2 separate regions of the Mus musculus genome follow, and region 1 is linked to region 2. The links are chromatin contacts, called in public Hi-C maps. All regions are on one chromosome and are shown on one strand. Each heading gives the region's core, a stretch centred on a gene start, on an enhancer-like site or on the middle of the called end of the contact. The rest is flanking DNA. Distances are from core to core; before and after follow the strand shown. Region 1 has its middle 91 kb from the start of Gm31408. Region 2 has its middle 25 kb from the start of Gm31408.

Region 1 (5,979 bases), core at 2,142-4,641, 66 kb after region 2:
AGTAAATCATTGGAATTGAGAAAAACTAGTTTTATTTCTTCCTTACCAATAGGTGCAAACTTAATTTCCTTTTCTTATCTTATTGCATTAGCCAGAACACTCAGTGCAATGTTAAAAGAGAACAATGAAAGAAGACATCTTTGCTTTGTTCCTAATCTGCATATAAGATCTTTTGATTTCGTAGCTTCACGTGTATTAGGTGTGGAACTTTGTGTATGTGTGTGTATGTATAGTCCTTAAGTTGAGGAATTCTTTTCTGTTCCTAGTTTACAGAGACCTATTATTACAAATAAGTATAGAATTCTGTCCAGTATTTTTCTGGATTATATTGTTGTGGTCATGTGATTTCAGTTGAACCAGACTGCTATATTTGAACTAAATCTCTCTTCAACATTGGATATACGTTGTGTTATATATTGCTGAATTCAACCTGCTAATTATTTTGTTGAGAAATTCTGAATCTTTGTTAGCAAGAGATATTAGCTTGCACTATTCTTATCATAACCTTTATCTGATGTTGGCATGAGGGTGATGCTGGCCTCAAAGAGTGAGTTGGAGGTGAGCAAAGCCCCTCTATGTTCTGAAAGAGGTTGCAAAGAACTGGACTCCCTGTTCTGTAAGTGTTTTGTAGAGTTCAGCATTGGCTCCCCGGTTTGGTGCTTTCTGTTTTGCAGGTTATATTTTATTTTATTTGCCTGTACTTATATCAGCAGCTGGACCTATTCAGACTGGTTGTTTCTTCCACTTTGAGTTTGGACATTTTCTGTTTGTTTGTTTGTTTTATGAATTCATCTATTTCATTTCAGCTGTCAAGTTTGTAGGCATAGTAGTTTGTAACAATCCTTTGTTGTCTCTTCTTTTATTTACAAATAATTAACCTACATTCCCTGTTTTGCCTTAGATACTTTGCTGAGGTTTTATTGATCTTGTCTATGAATCACAGTTTTCTTGCTGTTTTGTAATTTTCTACTTTTTTTTTTTAAATTTAAAATGCTTTACATTTTGCTATGTATCGTCTTATACTTGTTTAGCATTTAATCCATTCCTGTTTTTTCTAGTTCTCAGGGATACAATTTGATATTAAAAAAAAAACAAAACAAAACCCAAACCTTTCTTATTTTCTAATAGCTGTGAGCTTCCCTCTACAGATTAATTTCAGCACATCTGGCTTTGGTAAGTCACATTTTCATTTTTACTTACTTGAAAAGGTTTTTCATTTCCCCTGAGATGTTTTCTTTTCCTGGTTCCTTAGTTTGGTGGTTCTGTGCCTCTGTAGTGGGATTTCACAATGTCTCTCCATCCCTCTCTGCTTAGGTGATGTAGCAGGACAAGCAAATACCAGCAAATACCGCAACATCTCTGCAGGTTACTAATTTGTTTCTTTCTGAGTATCAACCTTGGGTTTCAGAGTGGTTCTATTTCAGTGTGTTCCTGATGGAAGTGGGAGGAGACTATTTCCTCCGAAATTTCCTAGGAGAAACTGGTGGGGGCTCCATGTGCCTGAGGTCCTTCCACGTGCCCGAGGTTCCTTACTCTCCTGCGTAACTGTGCGAAGCCTCTAGATACTCGCAGCTACAGTTTGTGTAACTGGTAGCCAGCTGCTGGCTCCCAGAAGAGCTTTCCGCTCGGCTAAGTTGTGATTCTCTGTATTGTGGGACAGGTTTTGGTTTGCTTGTTCAGTGTGGTGACTCACTTATCTTACATATTTTAGAAGAGCCAATTTTTTTCTTTCCTTTCTTTTAAAATTTCTTTTTCTCTTTGCTTGTTGCTAGGATAAAAGCACCTCTGAACTCCCTCCAGGTGCAGAACCAAAATTTAAAATACCAATATACTTTATTGGAATATTAGTATCCTTCTTTCATGAACTTTTGTTAATTAGGTAACTTGGGTCTCTTGTACTAAGGCGAAACCCTCAGATTGAATGCGTTTCCTCTTTGTCTTTGGTGCATACGTGATTTTTGCATCAGCTTATTAACAATGGACCCTAGATTAGCGAACTTTCTATTACTGTCACAAATACTGGCATAAGTACATTATTAGCTTTGGAGGTTACAGGCCTCAGTGCCTTTGTTCCTGTGGTTAGACAGCACATGACAGTGACAATCTAAGTCAGAACGCAACTTTTTTCTCATGGCTGGAACACAAAAGAGAAAGAGAAAGAGAAAGAAACTATGGTCCCAGGGCTCTATTCAAAGTGATGACCCCAACCACCTAAGACTTACCAGCATCACCTCTTAAAGTTCTTACTACCTTCCAGTAGTGCCACAGGCCAGGGACCAAGTCTAACTCGGAAGCCTTCTGGGGGGCATACCAGATCCAAACCATAGATAGCAAAATCCAAATGTAATTGTGAAATGCAGGCAGGGTGAATGAATAAGTTAGTGAATGAACACCACCCAGATGTGCATCCTAATAATTATCAAAGTCCCTTTCCAGTAAATCAATTTCTATATCGCATTCAAAGAATTTCTGAGGTGTCCCAAGTCAGAGGCGTGCTCAAAGCCGTAGAAGGCCAGTCAACGTGCTGGACCGAGATCGTGGGAATCCTGAGATGTGAATAGTTGATATTTTCTCTGTTCCTCAGACAGTGTGACAGTGGCCAGCTCCTATGTGGAGGCCAGGTGCTGTGTCTTTCAACACTCTTTCTGTTTCATGTTGAATGAGTCAAGCCTTGCAAAGCTTGAAGAGTGAAAGCCTGCCCCCCTTACACCCCTGAAAGTGGCCGGGGAAAGGGCCCTTCTGCCAAGGTTCTCACCCAGGTGTCCGAGCTCCCCTTTTTTTCCCCCGCTTCAAATAGTCCAGTGACCCCAGCCCATGCATGGAGATCTCTAACCATACTGAACCTGTTTTCTAGAGAAAGCATGTGTGTGTGCATCCTAGGGAGGGAAAGATGGTGCCTTACCCGCGTATCAAAGCTATTTATGTGTCTGTTGTTCAAATTGTGAGGTTCTTGAAGGCACTACTCAGTGCCAACAGAGTAAATGGCTGCTGGATCAGACGATGGAAAAGAAAGCATGATATATGATAGCTGAACAAACGTTTTTCTGAAGTAAGGTCCGTTTCTCACATTGGCCAGGGTCTCTAAAGATGTAGGGTCCTCCTAATGCCTCATCTCATCCAAAAGGACACCCAAACAGCTGCTTCCCTCTCTGCTTGGATTAACTCCGCCAACTTTGCATGTAGGCTTGTTCACATCTCGGAGTGCTAGAACCAGTTTGAGGCTTTTCCATGAAGTGTGTGGTAATGGTGTCCCCAAATGGCTTGAGGTGATGAAAGAACAACCTGGGAGAGTCACCTCCCTGTTTGTCTTCTCAGCCTTGGGAGTGGACCCTAGAAGGGCTATGCCCCAACCCTGGCCTCTTTCTCGGCCCAGGGCTATGAGGGACTTGCTGCATTCTGAGTGTGTGAAAAGAACGAGGGGACTATGAGTCAGAGAAATAACTCCTAGGGCCAACCTCACCCTAGAATTGTTTCATCAAAATGGGAAGCTGCAGAGGGGGGAACAAGCCCGATGCCAAGGTGTCCACGCTGTTCCAACTTGCCTTCGAGTTGAGGACTCAGCAAACACTGACACGGGTTGACAAACCAAGACAGGTTTGATTTACAGAGCACTCCTCTGTCCCAGGGAGAAATCAAACATTGTAAATCACCAGGGGATGGCCTAGGCTCTAGAGTGCTTATAAACCATCTGAGCAGGCCTTGCCTCTTGCCCCACCGGGAGTAACTTTCCATCGGGCAGTGTGCCCTTCTCAGAGGCAAGACAAAAAAGAATTGTGTGCACAGAGGGTGAGGTGAGTCACAGGAAGCTCAGCAGGGGCTGCTTCTCCTAACCAGGCATCTGTGATCACTGGAAAGCTTGCACAGTACTTACCAGTCTGTCACTAGGCTCCAGAGAGACTTCCATGAACATCAGGGACTGTCCTGCTTGACCGTGCGAGGAGGAAGAGACAGTGCAGCTCTTAAGCTGCAATGTGTGTTTTTTGGATGGTCTGCCCAATGGGTATCTTCTAGAACCTTGGAGCATACATCTCACATGCTTCTGACAGTGATGCCCAAGGCTTCCTATGGAAGAGGCCTGAGTGATATCAATGTGAGAAACAGACACTGGAGACTTGCCTTAAATCTGGGCTTCTATGAAATGTGTCATCAACTGACTAGGGAGGAAGTAAACAGGAACATGGCTAGAGAAAAGAGACATATTCTATATATTCTGTTATCAATGACACACTTATCTGAGCTTTGAGGACCGAGATTCCAGAAGCCAGGGTTTTATTCCTTCCTTCCATGTAACGAATCCATTATTCTCTTTGCATTTTGTAGCATCTTCTTGTGCTTCGTCTGTTCCTTTAAGGCTACCCTACGAGCTAATCAGCCTTTGAATGGAAAACACGTGCCGTGCCTCGTGCTCTTTGCTTTTTTGGCTTACATCATTTGTTGGGACTCTGGATATGGGGTTGGTATAGTTAGTTGAGTGTGGGGCAGGGAGCAAGAGCCTTGCCTGCTGTCTCTTGGCTTTTAGAATTCCTGAACAAAGGCCATTGTTGTGAATTAACCGAGCTGTATGTTTGGTAGAAGGTAAGGCAATCACACTGAACCCAAACAGTGAGATTTCCTGTAGCGTAAGTGAGAAAGTTAGAGCTTTTCTCTGAATTTCAGTTCTTGGTAAAGAAGGGGTTGGGGTTACACCAGAAAAGGGGGTTCTTTTCTGCTGGCTTGCTCTATCCATCCCCAGCATGTTGAGGCTCAGGCCCTAGTACTTCAAGTTATTTTCAGCTCTCCCTACTGGTTACTATAATCTAAGAGTAGGTTATTTTGTACACCCTAGCCTCATGTCTTCCAGTTGCAAGGGAGGGACTCCCACATCAGCCTCTTCCCTATATACAAACCAGCCACGCAGGTGGCAAAGGTGGATCAATCCTTCCTTCTTGAAGGGTCTGAGTGTAATCAAATCTAGGAAGGGACACCTTCCACCCAAGAGGACATGTCTTATCTCAGGAAGATGAAAATAAAGAAAATCAGGAGAATAGTTTCATTGGCACAAATTGGACCAGTGTTGAACTCAGCCTGGGGCAATGAGATTCTACAACACATTCTCTCCGCCCCTCGTACACTTACAGTGTTAAATGTGGAAAGTTTATAGAGATCGCCTTGACAACCATCATGTTGGAAGCTGTATGAAATGTGGTCGGCTTTTAATACACCCAAGGCTGTCTGGTTCCCTTAGCAGTTAAGCCAGTGTTAAACCCACCAGTCCGGAGTGAAATTGTATAAAATATATACTTATATAAGTTCTTCCTTTTAAATGTTTATAATCTATGTTGAATAGCACAAACTCAACACAGGGAAACAAATTCTGGGCAGCTTTCAAAAGAATTGAATTCATTCCATGCCCTGGCGGTAGGTGAAGTCCAAGGCAAGGTTCTCAGCTAAAAGACACCCTCATTCTTTGCCAGTTGTTAGGAAAGGTTCCATGCTGGAAGGAAGTCCCAGAAGCCAGCATGGAGACACAGATGACTTAGGGAAGAGGTCCCAGGCAGGGCAGAGAGCTTCCATAACTAGGGCCAGTATTTTTCAGGGCCTCAAAGTATTTATATGATCAATTACATTGAGACCCTGTCAAATTGCTCCTCTTTCTCACATTGTTCAGCTGTCTCTGGAGATTCTACCTCCCCCATGAGAATGTCCTCACATGTCCTCACATCAGACCTCAGTGACCACCTCCCTCTCTTTCGGAGGTATCAGAATTCAAGTGGACATGTGAAGTGTGCTAGTTTCACCTAAATTCCCATTACCCTCCCACTCCTAGTTCCAGCTTTGCAGTTTAGTGAGTGACACCAACTGTGTTCCTTATGCAAGCAGACAATACTCATCTTACTATGCAGACAACCAGAGGACAGCGAAAGTACATTACCCCCCCCCACACACACACACACACAGTTCACAGACAGCAACACCAGAGTTCTTAGACACTTGATAAAA
Region 2 (6,192 bases), core at 1,306-3,805:
ACACATCCGTAATTCAGTGGCTTGGTACCCAGGTTTTCCAAGTCGCAGTTGCCACCTTTTCTCATCCTGGGGCAGCTGTGAGCACTCCCTCATGGCTACTCAGAAATAGTCACCTGTCCATGCTTTTGCATGGTTTGTCTGACGCCTTGAAGGATCCTTTCAAGGTCCTCTCTTTGTGAGCTCCTGTGAGACTCCTGACTCAGGCTAAGCCCACTCCCTCCATCTTCTTCCTGTAGCAGAACCAGCCCCGCGTGAGAACGACTTGTCACTCCCTCTCAAGCCAGCTCCCAACTGCTGGATTATGCTTTTCTCAGAGTTGAGGACTAGGCTTATTTATCTTCATAATCCCAGGCCTCTCAGAGAGCTTTTCCCACAAAGGGAAAAGAACGCCTACTGCTTACCGGGGTGAATAATGAAGAGGAGAATAAAGCATTTAGCTCAACGCAGCCTTTGCTTCAATAAAGATGTATGTTATCTAAGAACAAAGTTGCACAATTTTCATAAAGCCACCCCCTTTTGAGATTAAACATAAGACTCTTTCCTTTTTCCCCTAATGCTATTGAAGTTACAGAACAAATCAAATCTTGATTTTAAGCCAACTTAAAGCAACTGGGCTCACACACACTTATTTGGTCTCCCAACACTGCAATCCTCCTGCTTCGGGAGTTGTCAGCCTGCTTAGACTTTTGATGTAGGGCTCTTGGCCAACCCCTGACTTTAGCTTGCTAAGAGTCAGTTTGTACATTCACCATTTGCCAATTGTCTTTCTGTAAGGTGGCCCCCTGCCTCATCTTAGAAGATTCCCGGAAGTAGAGAAGATACCGCCCCCACCCATGCTTCTGTAAGCAATGCCCTGACAAAATTTTTCCATAACTGGAAAACCTCCACCATCGCCAACAGAAAGTTGCTTTCAGAACCTCTTTAAGCCCAGACTATGCAACTCCACAGGCTGGATTTTATGTCTCAGAGTGATCTCTGTTCCTTCATGCCGTGCTTTGAAAGTCATTCTCCTACTCCCTACCCTAGAAGATGGAACAAAACTAGCGCCATCTTGTGCCCAGTGGCTTAGAGCTTTAACGAAGGAAACCCATGGCACGATTTGCTTTTATAAGTTTTCAAATTCCAACTACATGTGTGTGGGGTTGGAGTGGGGTATGGCGGCAGAGGAGAAGGATTCAATCTACCTGTTTGCTCTGAAATCCTCCAGAGTTTGGGAAAGACTATGGCGGGAAGGAGGGATGAGCTGTGATACCAAAGATGATTTGAAGAGTGTTAAGAGACTGTGGCTCAACATCAGCGCGGTTGGGGGAATTGCAGGTGGAAGAGGTCGGTGGCAGGTGGAGTCGCTGAGGGCGGAATTGGTGAGCTCAGCAGAGATGGGCTGAACCCTCCAGAGTGGGCGGCAGAGGTTGCTACTCACCAGAAGCAGCCAAGGATGTTGAGCCCTGGAGCAGAGCCTCAAGTTCTGGGAATCTGGGGGGAGGAGATTTGAAAATGGACCTGGGTAGATTTGCCAAAATCCTGAGACGAAAACAGCCTCAACCGGAGATATTGTGCCTCGGGCGGGGTTTGAAGGTATCCTTCAGTCTGAGTGGGTCGTAAATTCTGTAATCTTTGTGTTCCAAAAATAACCATTCTTCCTTAGTTCAAATATTTTGATCTAGACCCGTTCATATCCTCTCAGCATCCCACCCCTCCCCGGGATGGCTTCTGAGGTGCCATCCTTAGGGTGAGCTTCTATCTCCTTCTCCCGGAATCATTTTTGCCTGATTTCCTCTTGTTGCCTTAAGAATAGTGTTAGACGCAGAACAAGGCAGGAGGGGCCAGATGCCCTGGATCTTCTCTCTGTCCTGAGATATCCTGTCTCAGTCTCGGATCTTGACCCTCTCCCCACCCCAGCCCCATTCTGTAATGCAGGCAACAAGCGAGTTCACTACCCCAAGCTGCCTCGTTAATCCCTATTCCGAGTTCCCAGGGAGTGCAGTGCCCTGAAGCTCTTCAGGATGCAAATTGGTAATTTTTATTTTTCTGCCAAGCCTCTCACATCAGCTCCAGTTTCATAACCTCAGTCACCCTTCCCTTCCCCTCCCTTGCTGCACGTACGGAACCCTCCCCTGTAGCCCAGATGCACACCTGCAGGAAAACTTGGCATAGTCGTCTCCCCATCTGTCACCGCTTCAAACGGCTTGAGTGTGCTGATGACAGATAAAGTAATTGCACAGCGTACAAATGACTTAATATTTGATGTGCTAAAATAATTTTTAATGCCATGTGTTTGTATAATTTATAGCTGGAATCCATGGTTTTCGTCTTGCTTCCATTGGTACCTGGCTACCCTTCCAGGAGAATGGTGGGAATCTTTGTTCTGTGGTTCAAGTCTTTGCTCACAAGGAGAAGCTGACTTTGGGCAGCATCAACAATACCCATTGATTTCTAAATCTCCAGGGCCCCATCCAGTTCTTTGCATGTCGAGGAGCTTAAAACTGTTTGATCAATGTATTAGTAAGTAGTATTTTGAGAGTCATCTAACAAATATTTATCGAGTGCTCATGTGTGCAGTGGAATACCACAGTGAACAAGGCAGACAAGGCTCATGTCCTCAGGGAGTTTAGCATTTGGTAGGAAAGATAGAGACTCGTTGAGGACACAGAAAGGGATGGGAGGAACGGCTTCAAGCAGAAGAGAGACATGATTAAAGATTGCTACTAGAAAAAGTCCTGTACTGACATCAGCGGCGGTTAGGCCCCTTACAGAGGTGGACGTCTGTCAGTCACCGTATCTCAGGTTTGGAATAAGGGGCAGGCAAGACAACAGAAATGGGCCCTTTCTCTTTAAAAAAAAAAAAAGAATTTTTCCCCCTGGCATCTGTCCACCGTAGATGTACTGGATTACATAAGGAAGTTTTCCATCCATGTAAGGTAACCTTGTCGACACTGTCCGCCCATTTCTCCAACTCTCCCACCCACGCTTATCCTTGGTTAGTCCCTGTCATTCCTCAGACGCTTTGCACATCTACCTTTGTGCCATTTGAAATACATACATGATTTTACACATCCATGAAAATCCAGAATTCACAAATCGGGGAAAACAGCAAGATTTTTTTTTAGTCTGTGTCTGACTTAATTCGTTCAATATGTTGATCTCTGATTACATCTGTTTTCCTGCAAATAACACAATTTCATTACTCTTTGTGGTTAAATAAAAGTCCATTGTATATAACCCACATTTTCTTTTTGCATGTGTGTGCAATATGTGTATATATGTGTGTGGTGTGTGTGGTAGTGGTAGTGTGTGTGTGGTGGTGGTAGTGTATGTGTGTGTGTGTATGGTGTGTGTGTATGTTATATATGTGTGCATGTGTGTGTGTGATGTGGTGTGTATGCTGTGTGTGTGTACTGTGTGTGCAGTATGTGTGTGCTGTGTGGTGTGTGTGTGGTGGTAGTGTGTGTGTGTGTGTGTGTGGTGTGGTGTGGTGTGGTGCAAAAGCATATAGATTTCCAAGGCACTGACCACTCTTCACCTTATTCACAGAAGCAGAGTCTCTCCTGTAAACCAGAGCTCAGCAACTCGACTAGCCTAGCTTTCCAGTTTGCTCCAGGCAGCCCTCGTCTCTGCCTTCTGAATGCTGGTATTACAGGTCGACTCCCATGTCCACCCAGCATTCACATGGATACTGAGAACTGAACTCTGATCTTCACCCTTACATGGCAAGAGCTTTACTGCAGAAACCATCTTCTCAGTTCCTTCCCATTCTCCTTGTCCATTCCCCTGATAATGCATGCCTAGGTTGATTTCATAACGTAGCTGTTGGGAATAGGGATGCAATTAACACTGATGTAAGTGCCTCTGTGGTACACTGACTTAGAGCACCGCTGGCAAACAGATAGCCAGGAGTGAGACGACGACTGCCTCATATGACAGAGGTATGCTTAGTTTTTGGAGGACCATCATACTGATTTCTATAGTGGTTATATAAAGATTTCCCTTTCTCTATATCTTTATCAACATTTATTGCTATTTTTCCCCCTAAATGGTTCTAACTGGATTAAGATAAAATCTCATTACATTAACAGATTCAATTTGCATTTCCTTGCTGTGTACAAGAGTCAGTTTCTAATGGATTAAAGCCCTGAATGTAAGACCTGAAGTTGTGAAATCGTTAGAAGAGAAAGAAACCAGGAAGAACAATTCAAGATCTAGGCTAGACAAGGACTTTCTGGAATGGACTCTATCACTCAAGAAGTGACGATACCAACAAGTGACACATGGAATTTCGTGACATTAAAACGCTTCTGGAGAGCAGAAGAAGCAATCAAGCCTAATGAATGGGAGGAACAGCTAATTACATACATTTGGCGGGAATTACTATCTAGAATACATAAATAACTAAAAAACAAAGAAACCTGAAGAACCAATAAATCAAAGAATAAGTGGTTTAATGAACAGATGGCTCTCTGAAGACGAGGTACAAGCTGGGTATGGTGATATCTTGTAGACAAGGCTGGTACTGTATTGACCACTGATGCCCAAGGCATTGTCAAAACGGATCAAAAGATGAAGTACAATCGGCCAATTTCAAAAGAACTTTCAAGAAACAGAGACGATTATCAGACAGAAACTTTTGTCCTCCTTATTTGTTAAATGCCAACCACAGTTCTGTGTACAAAGGTCAGATAACAAGAATGTAGCTGGCAAAATTCCTCCAAGATGTCTACTTCTCCCTCCTGTAGTGCCGAGCTTCCTCCTTTGTCTGAGGACCTCTCAGATCTCCATCTCTGCAGGTAGCATCCAGGCACCAGTGCTTGCCATTGATTGGTTATCACCCTGGAGGTTGAAAATGATCATGGGAGTCATATTTGTACCATGGAAATTAAGGAAATGCCCACAAAAATCAGGGACTTTATTTTTCATGAAGAACAGATAATTAAACATTTCCTTCCACACCAAGACCTGCCATTGGACAATGAAGCTGGAGGATAGCAGCCGAAAGCCCTCATGGTTTATGAAGGACATCTGTCTCACCACCAGCACCTAGTTCCTGGCTCACAGAGATGTCCTGCATCTCCCCATCTTTGTATGGCTAATTCCTCTGACTCTGAATCAGCTGGTCTTTTCCTGGCTATCTCAGTTTACTATGTTGTCAATTCCAAAGGCAACAGAGACAAAGATGCTCAAATGACAGGAGTAGGTCCCTCTTTTGGAGAGAGAGGGATAAAGTCAGCATTCTGTATTCCCATTGCTGTCTATCCCCTGGAACAGGTTGTGCTTTATAGCCCATGGGATGATTTGCTGTTTGCCTTCCAATGCCTTCTCCTTTGCCCACTTGAGACATTTGTGCATTAGAACAAAAAGAAAAACTGAGACAAATCAGTTTTGCTCATCAACCGTGCCCATGAAAGAAAGTAAACAGATTTATCTAATCAATGTGATGTGTTGGAAGTGTTCTGGACATAGAAGAACTGGGCTCTCATGCCCACTCACCATGAGATCTCTCAGTGTTCTCTGATGGCACGGGGAAGTAATTATACCAAATACACAAGCTTGGCCTATGGATTGAACATGGATCAGCATCCTTAGATGCATTCTAAAACTCCATGACTACTTCACTTTCTTTTCCTCTCTCTCTACCACTCTGTGTTTCTCTGCCTCTCTCTCTGTCTCTCTCTGTCTCTGTCTCTGTCTCTCTCCTGCTCCTCCTCCTCTTTTGACTGAACCTAAGACCTGTGCATACCAGGCAAGCACTCTGCCACTGAGCCACCTCCCTGGCCCACATTAAACTTTAATCTGTGACCTTTGCATATTTGCTCCAAAGAGTTAACAGAGGTCACCTATGAGGGCACACAGACTAACCTTGCCCACACTGACCCAGCAGCAATGCCAAGGTTCAAGCATTTGGGGACTTTTGAGTAAGGTGGTAGACTTGAAGCTGCCTCTGTGCACTTGGTGTGAGAGAGAACAGTCAGAAACTGACAAAGTAGACTCTATACTAAAAGGGGGAAGAAAAGAGGGGAGGGGGAAGAAAGGAGGAGGAGGAGGGAGGGAGGGAGAGAGAGAGAGGGAGAGAGAGAGAGAGAGAGAGAGAGAGAGAGAGAGAGAAAGAGAAAGAGAGAGAGAGAAAGTATTGGAAATCTACAAAGATTTAGGAAACATGGAAGAGGTCAGACAGTCTGGACATAGCTCCTGCTTGAACAG

What was found. A called contact is a pair of places that touch in the nucleus more often than the background predicts.
Region 1: a contact with region 2 is called in a Hi-C map of epidermal suprabasal cells, with 2.7 times the contacts expected there. The contact joins two enhancer-like sites. A contact is called at or near these places in 4 of 484 Hi-C or Micro-C datasets (the HL-1 cell line, epidermal suprabasal cells, muscle stem cells and 1 more) and 1 of 9 other capture datasets (embryonic stem cells).

Annotation. Positions count from the first base shown.
Region 1 is chr9:31,647,215-31,653,193 of GRCm38.p6, forward strand. No RefSeq gene overlaps it. Among named protein-coding and RNA genes, the nearest start is that of Gm31408, 91 kb to the left of the region's middle. Within about 2 kb of position 3,392, at least 21 of the 459 cell types and tissues checked have an H3K27ac peak or open chromatin away from gene starts, as enhancers often do. A contact at or near this core is called in epidermal suprabasal cells, where this site is marked.
Region 2 is chr9:31,582,071-31,588,262 of GRCm38.p6, forward strand. No RefSeq gene overlaps it. Among named protein-coding and RNA genes, the nearest start is that of Gm31408, 25 kb to the left of the region's middle. Within about 2 kb of position 2,556, at least 5 of the 459 cell types and tissues checked have an H3K27ac peak or open chromatin away from gene starts, as enhancers often do. A contact at or near this core is called in epidermal suprabasal cells, where this site is marked.